Regions from separate parts of the Arachis hypogaea genome. Here region 2 is linked to region 1. A link is a contact called in public Hi-C data. All regions are on one chromosome and are shown on one strand. The core of a region is the stretch at or near the end of the contact, and the rest is flanking DNA. Distances in the headings are between cores, read along the strand shown.

Evidence for each region. A called contact is a pair of places that touch in the nucleus more often than the background predicts.
Region 2: a contact with region 1 is called in a Hi-C map of leaf, with 4 times the contacts expected there. The contact joins the promoter of LOC112776436 here to the promoter of LOC112775689 in region 1. A contact is called at or near these places in 2 of 8 Hi-C or Micro-C datasets (both in leaf).

Annotation. Positions count from the first base shown.
Region 1 is chr19:56,822,023-56,826,137 of arahy.Tifrunner.gnm2.J5K5, reverse strand. It overlaps LOC112775689, which reads left to right and starts at 2,373. Exons shown (of 5, transcript XM_025819507.3): 1 at 2,373-3,203. The coding sequence starts at 2,993.
Region 2 is chr19:57,470,720-57,474,834 of arahy.Tifrunner.gnm2.J5K5, reverse strand. It overlaps LOC112776436 (zeta-carotene desaturase, chloroplastic/chromoplastic), which reads right to left and starts at 1,983. Exons shown (of 14, transcript XM_025820598.3): 1 at 1,330-1,983; 2 at 556-680; 3 at 130-264. The coding sequence starts at 1,447.

The DNA.
Region 1 (4,115 bases), core at 1,124-3,623:
AGCTCTGAAAGTTAGCTTTCTAATGCTGCTAAAACTGCGTCAATTGGACGTCTATAGCTCAAGCTATTTTTGTTGGAGTGTGAAGAGGTCAGGGTTGATATCATCCACGAATTCTTTTTGCAGTTGTCTTTAATTCTTAGTTCCTCCTTATTCTTTTGCTTCCCTTTTCCTAAAATTTCTCTACAAGAATCATGAAACCAATTAAATCAAAATACTAATAGAAAATCCTTGAAAATCATATAATTATTAAAAAAAAAGTCACAACTTTTCTATAAGAAATTTTAATGACAAGTGCTTAAGATGCTCACGCATCATTCTTGCTTCTAATTCAAGATCCAACTTCCTCTTTCCAAAGTTTGATTTATCTAATTAGAGATTATATTAGATGTTGCTTGCCTCAATGTATTAATCCTTGTAGAATGATATCCACTCAATGTGCTATTACTTGTTGCAATTTGGTGCAGTTGCTAATAATACGAGCATATCAATTTTGGCTCATCAATACTCAACTAAAACTCTACGTATGTGTCCATAATAGATTCACCTTGTAGCCAAATTTTAAGTTTATCAAATTTTCTCTTACACTTCATGGTCCATTATCCAGAAACTTTCTTGGAAGCTAACGAGCACTTTGTTTATTCCCACCTCAGAGATAGCCATCCTTTTTGGATTTTCTTGGATTTCCCCACATACTTTGGATTGTATTCATGAAAACATTAAACTTTACTTTCTTTTTAGAGATGATCTTCCTGACTACATTCAAACAATTTGGTTTGTATCCTAGACTCTAATCTAGATTGAGCCTGATGGTTTTTCTTTCTATGCGATCAATACCGTGGTTTATCATCATGTTGAACATGATGAAAAGTTGGTATTGGTTGTGCTGACATGGACAATATTAGGCTAGGTCAAGGATAGAATAAACTATTTATTTTGTGGAATATGTTGGGATGGTAAACGTTTTTTGTTTTAAGATATGAGAAAATTTTGCCTAATAATAGTATGCTAGAAATAAGAGATATTGAGGGTTAGTCTTCCCTCAAAGAGCATGACATAATGCTCTAAGCTACTCTCCATTTGAGAGGAACTTTCTCTCATTTGAGAGATATGATGCATGAGTTTTTTTATTGTGTACAATGACGCATAATGGTTTTTTTTCTTGGTATACAATGACGCATGAGTTTTATTCAAGGTTGCAAAATCCAAATCAGTTAATGAACTGATAAGATAACTGGTTAAATGGTTCAATGGTCCAATCAGAATTCAATCAATTTAATTAAATATAAAATAAAATTATTAAAAATTGAATAAATGTGATTCATGATCCCTGTCTAATAGTTTCATTTTCAAAAAAAAAAACTTTTTAATTAGCAACAATTACAAACACAAACTTACACAAATTAAATACAGACAACAACAAAGTATGGATTATTGAACATAGATTTACACACAATTTCAAATCACATCAACAAACCAACAATACATGCAGCATCATAACACAAAATCAACAATTACATCTAGCATCAGAAGTTTAGAAGACAAACTCAGAAGCCAATATCCATACAATTAGACAATAAAATTAGAAATCAACAAAATTAATAATGTAACATCAATAATCAAAAAAATTATTTCAGAAGAATCAACTCAAAATCAAAAGAGCAGTGGACCGAAACAAATTAAAGGTGAAAGCAAGGTCCCTACTGTGAATAAGCGAGCAGTGAAACAGAGGTGACGATTTAGAGAGACATTCATGGTGAGAGTGAGAAAGAGCGAGGAAGGAAAGTGACGGCGACGACAATTGAGAACGATGAGAGGAGAAGAGAGTAGGAGACCTTCCTACGACGGCAACGAGAGGAGGAATGATGAGAAGTGGGATGGTGGCTGCGGGTTGCGTTTGAACTTTCGTCGAATAGAACTTCAACATGCGACGCGACACCCATAGTTTGTTCCCAGACAAGAAGAGTTCGGTGATGACTTTGAAGAGGAATGGTGGCTACAACTGTGTTCGAACTTCGAACTTCCAAGGAGATTTGGAGGCTAGGGTTCTTCACTCTCCAACGTTCAAAGTTCAAGGAAAAAGAGAGGGGTGGCATGGTAGTATTGGGCTAGGATTCTTCAATCTTTAGGGTTTTTTTTTTAATAAAATAGTAACGTTTTTTAGTGTATGCCCCGAACCGAAAACTCTTAACAAATTCGGCGATGTCGATGGTTCACCAGTTAACCGCCGATTAAGTCGGTCCTTTAGTCAGCTTTTGGCTAGATAGTTTTTGGGATCAACCAAACTGAGCATATGACTGATTTCCAATTAATCTAGTTAAACCCATCGGTTCGGTTCGATTTTATTTTATTTTGAGTCTTACACATGACACAACACACACCCACTCACACAACACACACTACTACTACTAGTATAGGTTCTATATTCCTCATTGAGGATTCAAACCTAGGTGCAGCTCCTAGTGAGGCACAACTCCTAGTGAGGCAGGTGATGCTGCCATTGATTCAGGGCTTCGGTGGTTTGATAAAAAAAACTATGTTTTTTTTTTTTTTTGTTTCTTGAAAACTGTGGTTTTATTACACACAATAATATTTTGTTGCATCAGCGCGTATGTCGCTTATTTCCCTCCACCTCTTAGTTTGGGGTTTTCTTGAGTTGTCCTCGTCAATCACAGGCCCACGAAGCCCAACAGGGTGGAACACCGTTACGCCAAGGAGTTGGCTAGCGCTGAACCAAGCTAGCCGTTGGAGATGGACTCCTGCCACTCCTGCGAAGCTGGCCCCTACGGTAACCACGTGTACATGCGCGATTCAATCATGTGGGATCTTAAATTTTCTTGCTAAACCAAACTGACAGAAGCGCACAAGAAGTCATCATTGTTTAGGGGTTTTGGATTTGGGTCTTTGGGAAGTCGTGGTGTTGGTGGGCGTGTTCTGTGCTTCGTCATAATCGTAATTATAATCGGAGAATCAGAAGCAGTAATTGGTGACCGACATGGCACACAACCTATTCGAGGGATTGCCTCCACCTCAACACCATGATGATCCTGAACCGCCGCAGCGACAACAAAAACCGCATCTCAATTTTCCCAGCACCGCTAACAACGACACGGAATCCTCTCAAGTTGCAGCAGCAGCACCACCATCGAAGCCAATTCTCAAGAGTGCCCTCAAGCGCCCAAACCATACTCCGTCTGACACTCAAGGTTACTTCAATTTCTCTTACCTTCTTAACTCAATTGTTTGTTTTACGTCGGCAATCACTGCTTTTTAGTTTAACATTTTGTTTATGTATTTATTTATTACTGGGAAGCATATAACCCTAGGATTAGGGTTTCCTTCGAATCGGGGTTAAGAGGGAAAAAAAAGGCCTTTCGTTTAGACTCTGTTTGGGAGATATATTTGTGATGGCAAATTGGTAAGTAATGGAATGGAATAGAAAAGAAGAGAATGGATTGTTATATGTATGCCGCACCGGCACACCCTTGTTTGGGGACTTCCATGGCTGGTGATGGAATAGAAAAGATAATATGCTATTTCCCTTATTTTCGACGGCAAAGTGAGGTTCTGTAAGACATTCTTGACCATTCCATTCCTTGCTGACCGAGAAACACATTCTATAAACGTTTCCAAAACTTGCCATGCATCCAAACAGTGTCTTAGTTTACCTGGTTTAGGAAAAATAGGCATTGAATTAATCAAGTGCAAGATGCTAAAAGATAGTAAGTACTCATTTTACGTTCAATTTGACTGCTAAATTCATCTAACGTGACCTGTCTTGTTTGCTCTTTCAGTAATATTAGTGTAAAGCTTTTAGCATATAGAGTCTAGTAGACCATAGTTCTGATCAGCTTATGATAACAGTAAAGTCTTAGTTTTCTTTATGCAGTGTTTGAACCTGAGGCGTTGCTTAGTGGAACAATACATGTTTTGTTTTTTATTATGAAGTATGAAAAGTTTAGGTTGATTCATGATTGCGAAAGTCTGAAAGTTATCCATGTATATGCTGTATAAATCACTTTAGGTTGTTTTATCTAACTATATGAAGACCTTGGTTTGTGGTGTTGCAACAATAGAAAGAGGATCGAAGTTTGGTATATTTTCTCCTGGATTTACAG
Region 2 (4,115 bases), core at 734-3,233, 650 kb before region 1:
TAATAGAGGTTCTTGTCCTTGATAGAAGTGACACTTGTAATACTTTCATAACTGGGAAAAGAGTTGAGGAATAATACAGCTGCTAAAGATGGTGAAGAACTTGCATTATGGCTACAAGCAAAAACCAACCTTTTTCATCAATCGGAAGAGATTGTTGTAGCAACCAAAAAAGACATGCAGTCCCATTTCAATGTGGTTTCCTTTCTTATCAACAAAAGAACCAACTTTCCCACCAATAAAAGTCCTCGACTCATATATATCCACCTGAACGAGAGCAATTAGAAGTAAACATACTAGAGAAAATGCATTATCTAGAATATCCTAATAAATTTAACACCATAATTGTGTTAAGAAACTGACCAAATCACTCCACTTTGCTTCAAAAATCAAGTTTACCATGTACACCATAACATCCAATTTCAAAATAACATTTTCTCCGTTCCATACTGATAAGTCACTTTGACTTTTCACATATATTCATAAATCAAAGTATCAAAATGACTTATAACATATGAAATGGAGGAAGTGTGATATTAAAGATTAAAGGAGCTGAACCTCGTGTCCTTGATCCAAGAGTTCCACTGCAGTTGACATGCCAGCAAGCCCAGCCCCAATGATGGCAACTTTCAGCTTTGGTCCTCGATAATGCCCCGGCTCCGGCGGAAACAGCCCTTTCGGCGCTGGCAGGAAACCATTTCATTTGTCAAACTTACAGCTCAGCTCAATTACTATAATAACTAAACCTGGTAACATGGGCCAACCAGATTCATTCATAAGCTCACACCACTCCCCTATGATAGACCCTAACTACCATCCTTCACAATCCAGTATTCACCCACAGGCACAGAAATTCACCAACAATTAATGTCAAAATTACACACTGTACACTACAAAGTTACATGCCCCATTGCCATGATGACCCAATTTTTTTGTTCAGATAGCAACATCATTATACTAAGCTTTTTTTTAATTATGTTTTTTTTCAAAAAAAAAAAAAAAAGCGCGTTAACTATGCGCCCAAAATTCCTGCTGCTAAGATAGTAATTTCTTTCCCAAAAATGCTCCATGAACACAAAAACTACGGCACCAAATCAGCTATCACGTAGTATTTGTGTATATTTATATGTGTAAAGTAATGTTTTTCTGTCTTCGTATATCATAGTTGTTCCTTCCTTATGGATAATATGATAATAATTCAAATACCAAAAAAAGAAAAACATTAAATGAAAGTAACAAACTGCTACGGAAACTGTATATCCAAAAATTTATCCGAAATTGAATACCTCGTAGTTTGCTTTAGAAAAATAAAAGAAAGAAGAAGATACTAACCGTTGACGCTCATGTCGGAGACATTAGAATCTAACGAGCAACGAACACGAGACTTGAGTGGCTTGTTGAAACGAGTTCCGGAGAGAGAAGTGGCCGGACACTGAATCAAAGAAGCCATACCTTTGTCTGAAGAAACAAGAAACTACTATGAAGGATGCGGTTGCGGTTCGTAGTGTACTAAGTATATGTATTATTATTATTATTATTATTATTATTATTATTATATGGGTCTGAAAAAGAGGGCGTAATAAATTGGAGGAGCATGGAACGCATTAGAGAGAGAGGTATCTGAGTAAGTTGGGTTGGGAAGAGATGCTGAAATTGATGAATTTGTCCGGTAGTTGAAGGGATTAGAATTTGCGTTGTAACCACTCGGAATTGTTTGAGGAGGATAATAAAATAAAATTATTTATTAAGAAAGGGGAAATGGAGGTGGCACTGAGTGAGTCACAAGTGACAATGGCAATTCCATTTTAGTGGTGGGTGGATAATGAACCAACAAAGCCTCGTTAGTTGTTGGCTTGGATTAGGGGTACTAGTTGTGGTAGTGGGGGTTGCGCAATGGACAGTGGAGAGTGGAAAGAAACACAATTCCCCAACGTTGACCTCTTTCTTTATTTCTTCTTTTTTCCTTCAATGATATTTACCTTTGTTAGTTGTCAACTACCAGGATAAATATTTAAAGGAAATACCTCAGATGAGTGTCTGAAATTTTTTAGTTCTAAACAAATTTTAAGTCGCAAATAAATTTTAACATTTACTGTTGGTGGTCAGAATAATCGTTGGTTAAGTGCTAAAACAAAATCCATCATCACCTATATATGCTGCATGTCATAGCTTTGATGCAAACACCTGTCCTGGTTAAGTGTTAGTGTTTTTCAATCAGCTACAATTGGTGGTAGGAGGCTTAGTATCGAGAATGAATCCTTTTAATTTTATTTTTAATTAAAAAAATAAAGTGTAATTTTTTATTTTTTATTTTTTTTAAATAAAAAAATTAAGAAAATCTATTTTCATTTAATAAAAGGTCTTACAATTCAAAAAATGTGTGTCATCAATTGTTATTAAAGAATGGATTAAGAAATAGTAATGATTTTAGTTTAAGAAAATAATTTTAATATATATTTATTCAAAATATTAGATATGTGGTGGACCTTAGTTTTCTTTGTTTGACTTTTTGATCGGATCGGACATACTTAAACACTATAGATGGACTAAAAATTATGTTAAACAATTTAAAAAGTATTGGCACCATCTTTGTCTAAAGTAAAAGAAAAAATTAATTTGTTAATGACCAAGACACAAATGAATCCAGTCCAAAAAACAAATGAAATTTTTTTTTTTAAATATGTGATAATAAAAAAAAATTTAAAGGAATAAAGTTTTTTTTTTTTTTTTTTTTTTTGCAAAAAGGTTAACATAGGAGTTTATAGTAAATAGAGATTCATGTTTGAGGCAAACTGAGAGTGCTGTTGGTCTGGTAGCTTTTCTATATTGTTGAGGGAAGAGCTTGATGGCTGAAGGAGAAGAAATTCGTTCAGCGGCACCTGAAACTTTAAATAAAGTAAACTTCAAATCGTTGGGACTATTTATGTGTGAACTACATGCTTGGATTTCGGAATTAGGGCAAGTTCCAAATCCAAATTCTGAACGTCATTGTCATTTGATGAGTGATATTCTATTTAGTTTGTTGATTGGGTCTGTGATTTCATTTTTTTTGCCGTTATAGAAGGTTAAAAGAAATTTATTATTTTTCGTCGTTTGTGTTTCTGTAACAACTCAACTTTCAGTACGTCATGATCGTACCAAAAGTAAGGTGTTACTAACCTAATTCCTTTATTATTTATTTAATATTGAATCTTTACACGTTAATCTGTCGATGATTTTACTGAAAAGTTACAACTTTTTCATCAAGAACAAATAACACATATTCACATACTTAATATTATACATTATAGTATTACATACAAAACCAATTACAAAATCTACCCCTCTGAATAAAACTTCAACTACAAGGCAAGGAAAAAAATAAATTCTAACAACAACTCAACTTGCAAACATATTCTTCTATACTCCTACAACTTCGCAATAAGCCTTCACACCTGTAGCTGAAAATGGTGGAAATAGGGAGTAAGAATTGGAGAGTTCTTAGTAGGTCCGAAGTGGATAGTTATGTCTATTTTATTATTTGTTACATAGCAATTCCACAAATTTGTAATCTTCAATAGATAACCAACAACAACAAACCTCAGAATACAAACAACTTTAACAAATCAAAGATACAGAGAAAATCACAAGTCAAGAAGCACATACACACAATCATAGAAACACATATCACATAGAAGTATGTGCAAACAAGTATGATGCATGTCTGTCCTATGCAAGCTATGAGCTCATGTGTTGGTTGTGTAACACCCTAGTATTTAAATCCTTATGCTCAAGTCATAAGTCAATAATAATAAGATGGTACGACTCAAGGTGGATTTATAATACATATATAATTGAAAGGAATTATTAAACGAGAAGCCTGAAAATTAGTAAAATAAAATCGCGATCAGAAACTCACACTATCGATGAAAAAAACAAAGCGCATTCAGAAAGCGAAGCAAAATAAAACATTAAGGAAGAATAGGATAAAGACAAGATATATACATAAACATGCATACAATAACCACTGGTCGCGACCTACGAAGTTTAGGCCGGCTAGGGTTACAATAATAAAATTCAATTGACAACAGCATTTGTTATCTCCCCCAAAATATATATCAAGGCCTCTATAGGCGAGT